Linked DNA regions of Mus musculus: regions 1 and 3 are each linked to region 2. The links are chromatin contacts, called in public Hi-C and HiChIP or PLAC-seq maps. All regions are on one chromosome and are shown on one strand. Each heading gives the region's core, a stretch centred on a gene start, on an enhancer-like site or on the middle of the called end of the contact. The rest is flanking DNA. Distances are from core to core; before and after follow the strand shown. Region 1 holds the start of Gde1 (glycerophosphodiester phosphodiesterase 1). Region 2 has its middle 20 kb from the start of Syt17. Region 3 holds the start of B230311B06Rik (RIKEN cDNA B230311B06 gene).

Region 1 (4,214 bases), core at 1,648-4,147, 240 kb before region 2:
GAACATTGTATTTGGGGAAACCTAAATATACATTCCTGGGATCCAGTCACCCAGATCTGGCTCAAGAAAGAGGTCAGAGCTGTGGTTCTTTTTTTGCTTGCTTGTTTTTGTTTGGTTTTCATCACAGTTGCAAGAGATTCAAGAGGCTTCTTATCAGCTGGGCGGTGGTAGCGCACGTGTTTAATCCCAGCACTTGGGAGGCAGAGGCAGGCGGATTTCTGAGTTTGAGGCCAGCCTGGTCTACAAAGTGAGCTCCAGGACATCCAGGGCTACACAGAGAAACCCTGTTTCGGAAAAAAAAAAAAAAAAAAAAAAAAAAAAACCAAAAAAATAAAAAAGAGGTTTCTTATCACAATTGCTCCTTCCTTCCAAGTTTACAGTCTGATTGTGCCGGAGAAGCTGCCTAAAGTCAACAGAAACCAGTCTCCTGATAGAATGCCTATCTCAAGTAAGGCCACTATAAAACAAAGTATGTGGTGCTTGCCAGCGCAAACCTTGCCTGGCACAGTGCCTAGTGTTCAGGGTTCGCAGAGCTGCCACTACTGGGAGTGGCAATGGAGTATGGACCAGAGACACTGAGCACTGTGGCTGCCACCTGATTCTTTCCAGAGACCTCTACTCAGGTGAAAACAGGATTGATTGATTGATTGATTGATTGATTTTGGGTTTTTTCAAGACAGGGTTTCTCTGTATAGCCCTGGCTGTCCTGGAACTCACTCTGTAGACCAGGCTGGCCTCGAACTCAGAAATCCGCCTGCTTCTGCCTCCCAAGTGCTGGGATTAAAGGTGTGCGCCATCATGCCCAGCTCACAGGCAAGATTCTTCAGACAAGCCAATATGAAACAGAGTTGGAGTTTATTAGGAGTTTACTGTGTCTTAGCTGTAGCTGTGCTGTGTTTTAGTGGTTCTCCTTGTTTTAGGTAGTCCTATGAAAAATTTTCCTACCCTCTTTTTCTTTCAATAAATGAGGTAATTTTTTTCTTTCTCCTCCCCACCCCCCACCCCACCAGACAGGGTTTCTCTGTATAGTCCTGGCTGTCTTGGAACTCACTCTGTACACCAAGCTGACCTCAGACTCAGAAATCCACTGAGATTAAAGGCCTGTGCCACCACTGCCTGGCCTACATTTTTATTTTATGTGTGTGTGTGTTTGTATGCATGTGTGTTTATGCAACTCACAAGTACAGTGTTTGCATTCCTTCAAGGCTCCACCCCACAGTTACGTGGCAACAGCCAGGTATGCCAGACTCACTATAAAAGAGACTGTTTGTCCCTTCCTCGATCTTATCTTCTTATCCTCTTACTCCCTGCCCTTCTCTCTCTCTTCCCCATTTCCCTCTCTTCTCTCCCCATGTTCCCTGCCAGCCTCCCCTCCCCCTCTGCTTTCTCTGCCTTTACTCTCTCAACACCCCTCCCCATGCCCTAAATAAACTCTATTCCATACTATATCCGTCATATGGCTGGTACCACATCTTGCCTGTCCTCTTCTCTCTCTCTCTCTCTCTCTCTCTCTCTCTCTCTCTCTTAATAAAATGTTATATACCATGCCCACAGTGGCCAGAGAAGGGTGTTAGAGCCTCTGGAATTAAATGAGTTACCATATGTAGGCTGGGGATTGAACTCAGTTCCTCTGGAAGAGCAGCCAGTACTCCCAATCATTGAGTCAGCTCTCCAGCCCAATAAATGAGATTTAAGGTGGCTTTCTGGGCACACTGAGAAGAGCCACAATCCTTAAGATAAAACCATGATTCACAAAGGTCCCACAAGGAGGTGAACGCATCTTTACTGTCAACGAGATTCCTAGCAAATTGCAGGCTTGCAGATGGAAAAGGAGAAAAGCCATATATTAGACCTTTAGATTTGTTGCTATTTGAACATTCTAACTTGAAGCATCTCCATATAAAAGGAATGTGGGCTACCCATGCAGGAATTCTTGATGCTTAAAGTCAAGAGGCTTTAACCACACTTCTAGTAAGAGCTCTTTTTCCTTCCCACGGTCCCTTAATTTTCCTTGTCTTGTTATCGTGCTCAATACTACTTCCCGCAAGGGGAAGGTACTTTCACTAAATGCAGACATGTGTCCTGGTGGAAACAGCCCTTGCAAGAATGAAGATATTCCAAAGAGACATTTGTAAGTCACCCTTCTTGATATTATTTTGAGGCATGGACCGCAGGAAATTGGAATTTCCTTAGGAGTCTGATTTTGAGAGAAGGAAAGGGCTTAGAGCCTGTGTCCAGCCTGGAAAAAAATGTATCTTTTCTGTAAGTTCAAAGGGTTCTGAAGGTCCCGGACCTTTCTGAACAGACTGGAACTAAGTGGTCAATGATGGGCGGGGCTTCTTAGCCAAGCATGCCTCTTGCCCTCTATTTAAACCTAAACCTCCCGTCAGAACCCTGAAAACGGACTTGTGGGTGTGCTTTACTAGATTTCTTCCCGGTGTGTCCATTTCTCTGCTTTTTACTTTTTTTTTTGTTTGGTTCATGGAGCGTAACTTATTACAGCTCCAGGGTAAGCCTGGCTCATTACAGGCCCTGTCTCTGACCCAGAAGAACTCTGGAAACACTACTGGCACATTTTGAATAAGCAGGTTAAACATCCTGTTCCTTTTAAAGTCAAAGCCTTTAGTTTCCTCGAGGTCAGATACAAGGTCACTAAGAAACTTTGACCGTGTCACCCTCCTTCCACTAAGTCTGAAGGACAGGGTCTAAGTCTTGTCCTCACTTTACATAACCCGAAGCGCCCTTGGAACCCAGGCCTGGGGCAAGGGCCTGCTCCTGTTGCCATGACAGCGGTTCCGGCCCCCCAACGCCGAAGCTCCGGGACTCTGATTGGCTGGAGGGCGGGCTCTTTCTCGAGATGGGTCCGTCGGCGCCATTGTGCAGCGCTGCTCCCAGCGGAGGGTTCCGGCTGTGGCCAGTACCTCGGCGTCTACGCGTCGCCCGGCAGGTCCGGGGCTCCGGTCCGTGCCGGTGCAGGCGCCGGCATGTGGCTGTGGGAGGACCAGGGCGGCCTCCTGGGCCCCTTCTCCTTCGTGCTGGTGCTGCTGCTGGTGGTGACACGCAGCCCCTTCAACGCCTGCGTGCTCACCGGCAGCCTCTACATCCTGCTGCGGTTCTTCAGCTTCGAGCCGGTGCCGTCCCGCCGGGCCCTGCAGGTGCTCAAGCCCCGTGACCGCGTGTCCGCCATCGCCCATCGCGGCGGCAGCCACGACGCGCCCGAGAACACGCTGGCGGCCATCCGGCAGGTGAGCCCCGCGCACGCCTCGGGCCTGCTCCGCCGCTGACATCTCTTCTTCTCCTCCCGGCTCCGCATCCCTCCCCACTTCAGCTATTTCTAGAATTCCGCGGGTAATTGTAAGACTTGGTATGTGCCAGACGCTGGGATGGCAGCCAGGCACGACTCCTTTGACAGGGCTTTCATCTGGGTTGGGAGAGATAACATATGAGGCTACTTTAGGGTGGGGCAGTGCATTATGTAGCAGTAGTTTTCTATGAACTAGATATTTGTGAACTGTGAACTAGAATTACAAGGTTGGAATCAGTGGGAAGTGTTCCAGGATGCCGATGGCAAGTGCAAAGGGCCTGAGGTGAGGTTTATGTTGGAGTGGTAAGGTAGCAACACAACACAACAGGCTTATATGTGGTGCTGGCTTCGAGGAGCAGAACAAACTCTAGTGTATGGATGAATTAAGATATGAACTAGGTCAAATGGGTTCTTGTTAGTAAATGGGATTTCTCTCTTTTTTTCGAGACAGGGTTTCTCTGTAGTCCACTCCTTGAACTTATCAGACTGGCCTCAACTCAGATCCACCTGCCTGGTGGGGTTAAAGTGCTGGGACTAAAGACACCCACCACCACCAACTAGCAAGATATTCTTAATCACCCTTATCACAGGGTGTATTTCTGTCCTCTGTATTACTTGGATATTATCTTTATGGCCTCTTTCCAAATACACCTTCATCATAGTCGTCAACCCTGGCAGCCAGACTCCTCTGTCAATATTTGCTTCCCCTTTCCATAAGGCACCCAGGAGAATTTTAATAGCCCTTTGCCCTTGGAAGCCTTCTGTTTTCAGATTAATGTCAGCTTGTATGGCAAGAGCATTTCAGTGGATTATGGACTTCAGTGCACTACAGTCAGCCTTCATACGTGTTGGCCTTGCATCTGTGGGTTTAATTGTAGATCAAAAAAATAGCATGAAAGAAGTATGTGGA
Region 2 (3,912 bases), core at 1,256-3,755:
TTGTGTGTGGGTGCAGTTTATGATTGAACTCAGGGCTTTGCACTGATACGCACGCAGTAATCCTGAATATACCCCCACTGAAGAACAATCCTGAACAATTTTCTTGGAATCTTTTAGCTTTTTAGAAAGTAACATAGCACAAAGTTCTAGCCTACCCTAACAGTTTGCAGAGAGAAATTGTCGAAGCTATGAGATTTTCATTCGTGCAGTGCCATCCAATCTGTGCACACACACACACACACGCACATGCACACGCACACACACACACACACACACACACACACACACGTATGTGTGCCTGCATGTGTGTGCACACAGGCAGGTGCTGCATGTGTATATGTGTGTGTGTTCTGGTGTATCTGCACATATGTGTCCATGTATGTCAAGACCAGGACATGTCATTCTCTCCCACCTTGCTTTTGAGACAGGGTCTCTCACTGACCTTGAACTTTCCAAGTGGACCAGGCTAGCTGGTCAGTGAGCCCCGGGATCCACCTCTCTCCATGAGTCTGGTGATAGGATTACAAGGACACATCACCACTTCTTGCATTGTACATCTTTGTTGTTGTTGTTGGTTTTTTTGTTTGTTTGGTTGGTTTTGGGTTTTAAAGACAGGGTTTCTCTATATAGCCCTGGCTGTCCTGGAACTCACTTTGTAGACCAGGCTGGCCTTGAACTCAGAAATCTGCCTGCCTCTGCCTTCCGAGTGCTGAGATTAAAGGCGTGAGCCATCATGCCCGGCTTACCTTTTACATTTTTACTGTAGGTTCTGGGCATTGAATTTGGGCTCTCCGCTTGGATGGCAAACACTCTACCAACTGGACAATCTGCCCAGCTCCCAGACTTAAATATGGATCTCACTACATTTTCCTACTGACACCCCCTTTCTGACCCAAAACCTAGATCTCACATTGAATTTGCTAACTTTGATTTTCTTTTAAAGTTCAATATTTGGGGATATATATCTGCTTACCCTTTATTACAAAAGGCAGGTGGCTAAGATTTTGTAAATAGAAGTGGTGTTGAAGCTCTCAAAAGTTAGTCAAGTTTGACAGAACGATGGCAGAAAGACAAGTGCAATGCTTGTGAGCGTCTGCTTGGGGGCTGGTGTGAGCTCGAGGCTGCATGGATGCCTTTCTTCCACCTCTGCTGCACTTAGGAACACATTATTTATTGAGCAATTGTCAGCACTGTTCGGCTCTTATCAGATCACTTACCTCATGAGGGCAGAGACCCAACTCCCTTTTTGGCCCTAACACAATGTCTGGCATTCAGTCTGTGCTCTGCAAACATTCACCAAATAAACCAGGCATATAATTGTTTTCCCTAAGTTTGTCATTATCTGTTTAACTGGTTGTAAGGTCAAAGTTTTATGGCTGTGTGCTTTTCTTTTCCTTTCTTTTAGATTTATTAGTGTGTGTATGATGAGAAGCACATGTGTGTGTGTGTGTGTGTGTGTGTGTGTGTGTGTGTGTGTGTGTATGTGTGTGTGTGTGTGTAGGTCAGAGAACAACCTTGTGGAATAATTTTTTCCTTTCCTCTTTGTGTGGGTTCTGGGGATCAAACCATAAGCTTGTGTGGACTCACTGGACCATCTTGCCAGACCTGTGTTATTTGAAACAGAGTCTTACTATGAAATGTAGGCTGGCCAGTCATCCACAATTCTCCTACCTCCACCGTCTGAGTGCTGACAAATGTCATCATGCCTGTTGAAAGTTATAAGTTAATCAGGTGGGGCTATAGTATGCCACAACAATTCATAGATCATTGAATCTCAGTGGCTTAGGAAAAACATACGTGCATCACCCAGTTTCCTGCATGTCTGAGGACGATCGAGGATGCCTCTGCACAGACCTCTTGATGCTTTAAGAGAAAGAGGGGGAGAGAGTTGAAAGCTGAATGTGTGCATGTCTAGGAGACCAGCACTCAGGAAGCAGAGGCAGGAAGCTGCAGGGTGTGAAGCCAGCCTGGGCTACGTATTTTGGTTGTCTTTGTGTATTGTATGTATATCCTTTTGGTTAAAAGTAGCAGCAGTTACATGACTTCCACTAGCTGAAGAGACCTATGAAATACAGCCTTCCTTTGACCACAGAAAGAGGTCCATGAAAGGGGTCTCGGTGGGTGTGGCTTCGTGCATCCCAAGTTTAATGGCTTTTTTTTCCCCTGTGTAACCCTGTCTGTGAAATAGACAGCCTCTGCTTCTACACACTTGCTCTGGCCCCTGGCTTGGCACAGAAAGGACACACTGTTGGGACTTGCAGATGGAACAAATGGATGCATAAATCAAGGACCATCATCTCGCCTTCGCCTGGCTTTGGGCAGCACACCCTCTGAGTCATATTTAATTCCCTCGCTTCCAGGCTGCACTCTTGAAAAGATCCTAATTAGATTCTTAGAAGAAATGATGCCCATCAGACAAACAAATGACAGGAGGTTGCCCGCAGAGCTCAACCCCAGGCTGGGAAAATGTAATAAAAGGGCCCGTCTCTCTAGGGAGGAGATGGATATGCAAAAAAGGTCATTCTGACTCACAGAAGGTGCCTTGCCCACCGTGTGTGCATGCTTCAAGGAGCAGAGCTTGGCTTGACGTTGCTCTGAGGGGTGGGGAAGAGAACACTTCTACACTACTGCAAATGTGCTTGCTTCTGATGACATCAGCACCCGAGTGTTCTCATTGTCAGCAAGGATGTTTTACAACCAAAAAGGCAGGAGGGGGATGGGTGTGTAATCCACAACCAGTTCTATTCCAAACATTGCAAGGCAAGGCAACACCCAGATTTTGGGATAAGACATAAAATGCCTTGGCATTCTGAGAGAGAGAAAGAGAGAGAGAGTTTGGGGGGGGATGTGCACATAGAGTGTAAGTCCTCTGCCTGAGCAGCAAGTGCTCTTGAGATGAGCCACCTCCCCAGCCCCTAGTGATCTTGCTTGCTTTCTACTCTTCTGTGGGAATGTACATGGTTTGTCACAGCGTTGTCCAGCCTCTCCCAAAGGACTTCAGGATGACTCTACAATGGTCATCTATATTACACATGAGGTAGCTGAGGGTCAGAAACCTTAACACTTATTGTGAGTTAATATCTGTTGCTGAGCAATTAGTGCCCTGTGGGGTGTGTGTGTGTGTGTGTGTGTGTGTGTGTGTGCCTGTGTGTGGTCTGTGGTTGCTTTATAAATAGAAATACCGGAGTTGGTGAAATGGCTGTGGGGTCAAAGGTGTTTGTTGCCAAGGCTTACGACCCAAGTTCAGTCCTCAGGACCCACACCGTGAAAGAGAACAGATGCTTACAAGCTGCCTCTGACGTCCACGTGTGTGCTAAACATTTCTCTCAAGAAATAAATATTATGAAAAGAAAAATTTAAATTTATTTTTAACATGAGTGCAAGAGAGATGGCTCAGCACTCGGGCTGTTGGTGGTACCTTCTGGAACTGTGTGACATGTGGGTCTGTGCTTGGTTTTCTCAACACTGTGACAGGATGCCAGACATAAACAACATAAAAGGTTTATCATGGCTCATGGTTTTAGAGACCTTGGTTCATAGTCCTTGGCTTTGCTGATTGTGGGACCATGGTGAGGCAAAGCATTATGGTGGTGGGAGTGTGTGGGAGGAGATTCTGTACTTGGAGGTGGACAGGAAGCAGGCAGAGACAGAAAGGAGTCAGAGCAGGCTGTGCCCTTTAAAGCCACTCCCCAGTGGTTTGCAATCTTCCCACAGGCTTCACCTGCCATAGCTCTCCCAGTGTCCAGCCAGCTACAGTCTGCTTGGTCTATCAACAAGTTAAACATCGCTTAGGTCAGAGCTTCGAGATGGAGCCTTCTCTGTAAACACCCACAAGTGTGCTTTTCTAATCCCTTAGGGGGTCTATTAGTTCATTCACTTGACAGTGGAGCTTGGCAGCTGAAGATCTATCTG
Region 3 (4,245 bases), core at 224-2,723, 130 kb before region 2:
TTACGAACCTAGAAAGCTCAGCGGGTCCTCTCTAGACTCAGATTTACATATAACTCTGAGCTCAGTGCCCTGCCTCTGCCTCTTAGATCTGAGCTGAACAGAGATGACTAAGATTCTTTGTGTAGCCTAACTGTAAGGCTCCTAACCAACTCCAGAGCCTGCCTGTATTCTCCCCTGTGAACTCTAGTGTTGCCAGAGAGCCTTGCACAGTCATTTAGGAAGAAGGAGCCCTAATACCTGCTGCCCCTCACTGAGTGGGCCTCCTTCCTAGATGGTATCTGTCACCTGATCTATCTGCAGTGACAGTTTCATCAGCTCAGCCTAGATAGAAACCTCCTTAACTCCCTGTGGTGGCTAGTCGCCACAGTCGTCCTGATTGGAGTTCGAATCACCTCATGATTAATGAGACATTCCATCCTGCTGTGTGTGTGACAGATTGCTCACAGTTAGATACTGCAGGTTCTGACCTTGTATTTTGATGAATTCCCATCTAGATGGCACCCCTGGGAGGAAGCAGGGGTGGACGCGAGATGCTCTGCCCTCACCTCTTTCTTGCTACCATCCCTCTCTCTGCTTCTTGGCCAGCATGATAGAAGTTGGACCAACGCCTCTGAAATCTGGAATAAACTAAGTCCTCCCTCCTCCAATCTGCTCAGAGCAACTTAACTAATACAGCTCTAATATTCTGTCCTGGTAATTTCCTATCAGCAACCTCCAGCCTGCTCCTTGGTTATAGCTCCCAGATACCCAGGTCACATTAGGAGTCAAACCCACACCTCTCCCTGTCTGCACAATCCAGGTCCAGCTAATGCTTTTTTTAAACAGAGGAACAGATACCACTGATATAGGAAGAGAGTCAGGTTTGGTCATGCAGACCCATGATCCCTGAACTCTGGTGGCTTGAAGCAGGAATATTTTAAGTTTAAAGCCTGCCTGGGTTACCTAGCAAGCTCTTATCTAAAAGAGGAAAGAAGGAAAGGGGAGAAAATAGATGAGAGAGCAGAAGCACAGAGAGGCTTAGTAACAAGCCTTGGATCGCACAGCCAGTGAGTGAAGAACCATTTGCTGATCCAAGGCTGTCTCATTTTTCACTCTCTCTCTCTCTGGAAATGACAGCTTACCATGAGAAAGTTGGAATGATGACATACCAGAACAGCATGGTCCTCCCAAAAGGAGCCCTTGGAGCTCAACAGCCTTATAACAAATACCCACGAGGGCAGCTGCTGAGTGTGTGTGCTGGTGTCCTGCTGTCTGTCTGCAACAATAGCCAAAGGGAACTTTCCCTTCCCCCACTCACAGCGTTCTGGGCAGCAGCGTCTAGGCCATGAGCCACCTCAGAGAAACTTTGGCTCTCATCAGGATTCATCTCCTGCCTCGGAGATTTCAGCCAAGTCCTCCCTAGAGACAGAGAGTAGTCAGAACTCAGAGCAGGACAGTGTAGCAGGGCTGATGGGAATGGGTACAGGCGGAAGTCATTACCTCCGTAGGAGGGAAATGTTTTCCAGATGGACCGGAAGTACATCTGTGGGGGACCTTGGGAAGTGAGGAGGCCAGAGTGTGGAAGAGAGGAGGGACACTCCTTCTGTCTGTCCTGAGGAATCATGGTGGACACCCCATAGTAAAAGGCCACTTACCATGAGAAAAGTATGCCAGCTTACTCTACCAAATTCTGCTATATGGAAGAGTCCAGTGCTCCGTTAGGCTCAAGTACACACTGTGAAAGTGACAGAGGCACAGAAAGCCCACCAGAGAGCACTCACCCAGCACACGAGGAGGCACCAGGTTTCATTAGGGTTGGTGGTGTGAGTTCCTGCCAAAGCACTGCCTGGGAGGCTGAGGCAGGGGAATCTAGCTTGAGGCAAGGATAAACTGCATAATGAGATCTGTCTCAAAACAAAAAGAGCCAGGAATACAGCTTCATTAGTAATTTATCCAGCATGAAAGAATCCTGGGGTTTGAGCCCCACACTCATAAAACAGAATGGCAGTGTACACCTGCAACCCCAGCACTTAGGAAGCAGAGGCAGGTAGGTTAGAAGTTCAAGATCATTCATAGTGGATTTGATGGGATGGATACATGGGATGCATGAGACTCTGACTCCTTCCCTTTCCACTTCTCAAAAACAAAACAAAACAAACACGCCAGTTGTTATAAAAAGATTATTAAGAAAAAAAGGGTATAAGAATATGTTTTATGGGGGGTGTGGTGAGGTATGGGGAAGGGGACGCCTTGACAGGCTCATGCCAAGGCATCCCTTCTCCTTGAGGGACCAGCCACATGATGGTATAGTGTAGAATAGAGTTTATTTAGGGCATGGGGAGGAGAGTCAAGAGGGTAGTAGAGACAGAGAGAGACACAGAGAGAGAGAGAGAGAGAGAGAGAGAGTATAGAAGTAGAGGCTGGCCATGGCCACGTGGGGAAATGGAGGAAGGGAATGCAGAGAGAGGGAGAGCAAGAGGCAAGAGAAGAGAGACAAGAGAGAGGGGAGGGGGCAAGCAGCCCCTTTTATAGTGGGCCAGGCCTACCTGGCTTTTGCCAGCTAACTGTGGGGGGTGGAGTCCCGACAGAATTCCAATACCAGTAAAATGAATGAATGAGTAATAGTTATTGAGCAATCTCTGAGAGAAAGAGTCTCCCCTCCTCCATCCATTAATTCCCACAAGCCTAATGAACTTCTTGGTGATCTGCCATGACCACAGACCATTCCTACCATGGGACTTACGTTCTGTTGTACTGGGGTAGGCTGACAGCCACAATAATGCCACAATTACCAGGAAGGCAAGCTGTTAAAGAATGGTAAATGCCACAAGAGAAGGAGGCCTAGAGAAGAGGGTCAAGGGTCAAGGAGGGTAGGGAATGCATGCAGGTCTGCCAGGAAAAAGGCCAGGTGTGTTATTTGTCTTATTGCTGTGGTCAAAATGTATAACAATGAAGGAGGAAAGAGTTGCTTGGGCTCATGGTTTCAAAGGGATTTCAGCCCACCACGGTAGACTGGCATGGTAGACTGACACGGTAGACTGGCACGGTAGACTGGCATGGTAGGCTGGCATGGTAGGCTGGCATGGTAGACTAGACTGGCATGGTAGACTAGACTGGCATGGTAGACTGGCATGGTAGACTGGCATGTAGTGGTAGGAGGGAGTAGCTCAGTCACGTAGTGATTGTCTTAGTTAGGGTTTTACTGCTGTGAGCAGACACCATGACCAAGGCAACTCTTATAAAGGACAATATTTAACTGGGGCTATCTTACAGGTTTAGAGGTTCAGTCCATTATCATGAAGGTGGGAGCATGGTAGCATCCAGGCAGGCATGGTACAGGAGAAGCTGAGAGGCTACATCTTCATCTGACAGCTGCTTGCTACAAGAAAGCTTGTTTCCAGGCAGCTAGGATAAGGATTTTTTTTTTTTTTTTTTGAGACAGGGTTTCTCTGTGTAGCCCTGGCTGTCCTGAAACTCACTTTGTAGACGAGGCTGGCCTCGAACTCAGAAATCCGCCTGCCTCTGCCTCCCAAGTGCTGGGATTAAAGGCTTATGCCATCTTGCTCGGCTTAGGATAAGGATCTTAAAGCTCATGACCACAGTGACACACATATTTCAACAGGGCCACAATTCCTAATAGTGCCAATCTCTGGGCCAAGCATCTTCAACCCACCACACAATGGATCAGCCCTGGGTTATAACTTCTAAAGACCCACCCCTAGTGGCCTATGACCATTAGCCAAGCCCCCACATCACTTCCAAGTCCCAGCCCTGCATAGCTAAGCTGTATAAACACCTCCCCCACCCCCAATTATCCTTCTTCCATGGGTATACTCTTTCACAGACAGCAGGGACAGAATTGCATCCAGCTGGAGCCTCAGTGAGGGTCTTACTTACTTCCCAGGTCCACTATCTCTGAGGAAACTTCCACAGACCTGATCTTGAGGGTCCCTTTTGGGTCATCAGACAGCTGCTCTGATGAAGATGGTAGTGGCCACTGTGCTTAAAGGACAGTGTTCTGCAAGTGTCCTCAGGACTTTCGGGGTGGGGGGAACCCCACTGATGGTGCATCTACAGATGTGCACTGATGCAGATGTGAACTGATGCAGATGTGCACTGATGCAGATGTGAACTGATGCAGATGTGGACTGATGCAGATGTGCACTGATGCAGATGTGCACTGATGCAGATGTGCACTGATGCAGATGTGCAGTGATACAGACAGTGAAGACCAAGACAACACTGGAGACTAAATCCTAAGGTGTT

Evidence for each region. A called contact is a pair of places that touch in the nucleus more often than the background predicts. HiChIP or PLAC-seq counts read pairs in DNA pulled down with a chosen protein or histone mark.
Region 1: an H3K27ac HiChIP or PLAC-seq map of extraembryonic endoderm stem cells shows a contact between it and region 2. The contact joins the promoter of Gde1 here to the enhancer-like site in region 2. A contact is called at or near these places in 9 of 39 promoter capture datasets (3T3-L1-derived adipocytes, the SN4741 cell line, cranial neural crest and 5 more), 2 of 484 Hi-C or Micro-C datasets (the AML12 cell line and nephron progenitors) and 5 of 115 datasets of contacts at active chromatin or transcription factors (bone marrow-derived macrophages, extraembryonic endoderm stem cells, large pre-B cells and 2 more).
Region 3: a Hi-C map of the N1E-115 cell line shows a contact between it and region 2, with 4 times the contacts expected there. The contact joins the promoter of B230311B06Rik here to the enhancer-like site in region 2. A contact is called at or near these places in 1 of 39 promoter capture datasets (the 3T3-L1 cell line), 13 of 484 Hi-C or Micro-C datasets (the AML12 cell line, Kupffer cells, the N1E-115 cell line and 8 more), 2 of 115 datasets of contacts at active chromatin or transcription factors (intestinal villus epithelium and pancreatic cancer cells) and 2 of 9 other capture datasets (adipose tissue and liver).

Annotation. Positions count from the first base shown.
Region 1 is chr7:118,704,421-118,708,634 of GRCm38.p6, reverse strand. Gde1 (glycerophosphodiester phosphodiesterase 1) reads left to right here and starts at 2,897. Exons shown (of 6, transcript NM_019580.4): 1 at 2,897-3,245. The coding sequence starts at 2,985.
Region 2 is chr7:118,461,939-118,465,850 of GRCm38.p6, reverse strand. No RefSeq gene overlaps it. Among named protein-coding and RNA genes, the nearest start is that of Syt17, 20 kb to the right of the region's middle. Within about 2 kb of position 2,505, at least 25 of the 459 cell types and tissues checked have an H3K27ac peak or open chromatin away from gene starts, as enhancers often do. A contact at or near this core is called in the N1E-115 cell line, the SN4741 cell line and extraembryonic endoderm stem cells, where this site is marked.
Region 3 is chr7:118,589,513-118,593,757 of GRCm38.p6, reverse strand. B230311B06Rik (RIKEN cDNA B230311B06 gene) reads right to left here and starts at 1,473. Exons shown (of 2, transcript NR_169121.1): 1 at 1,298-1,473.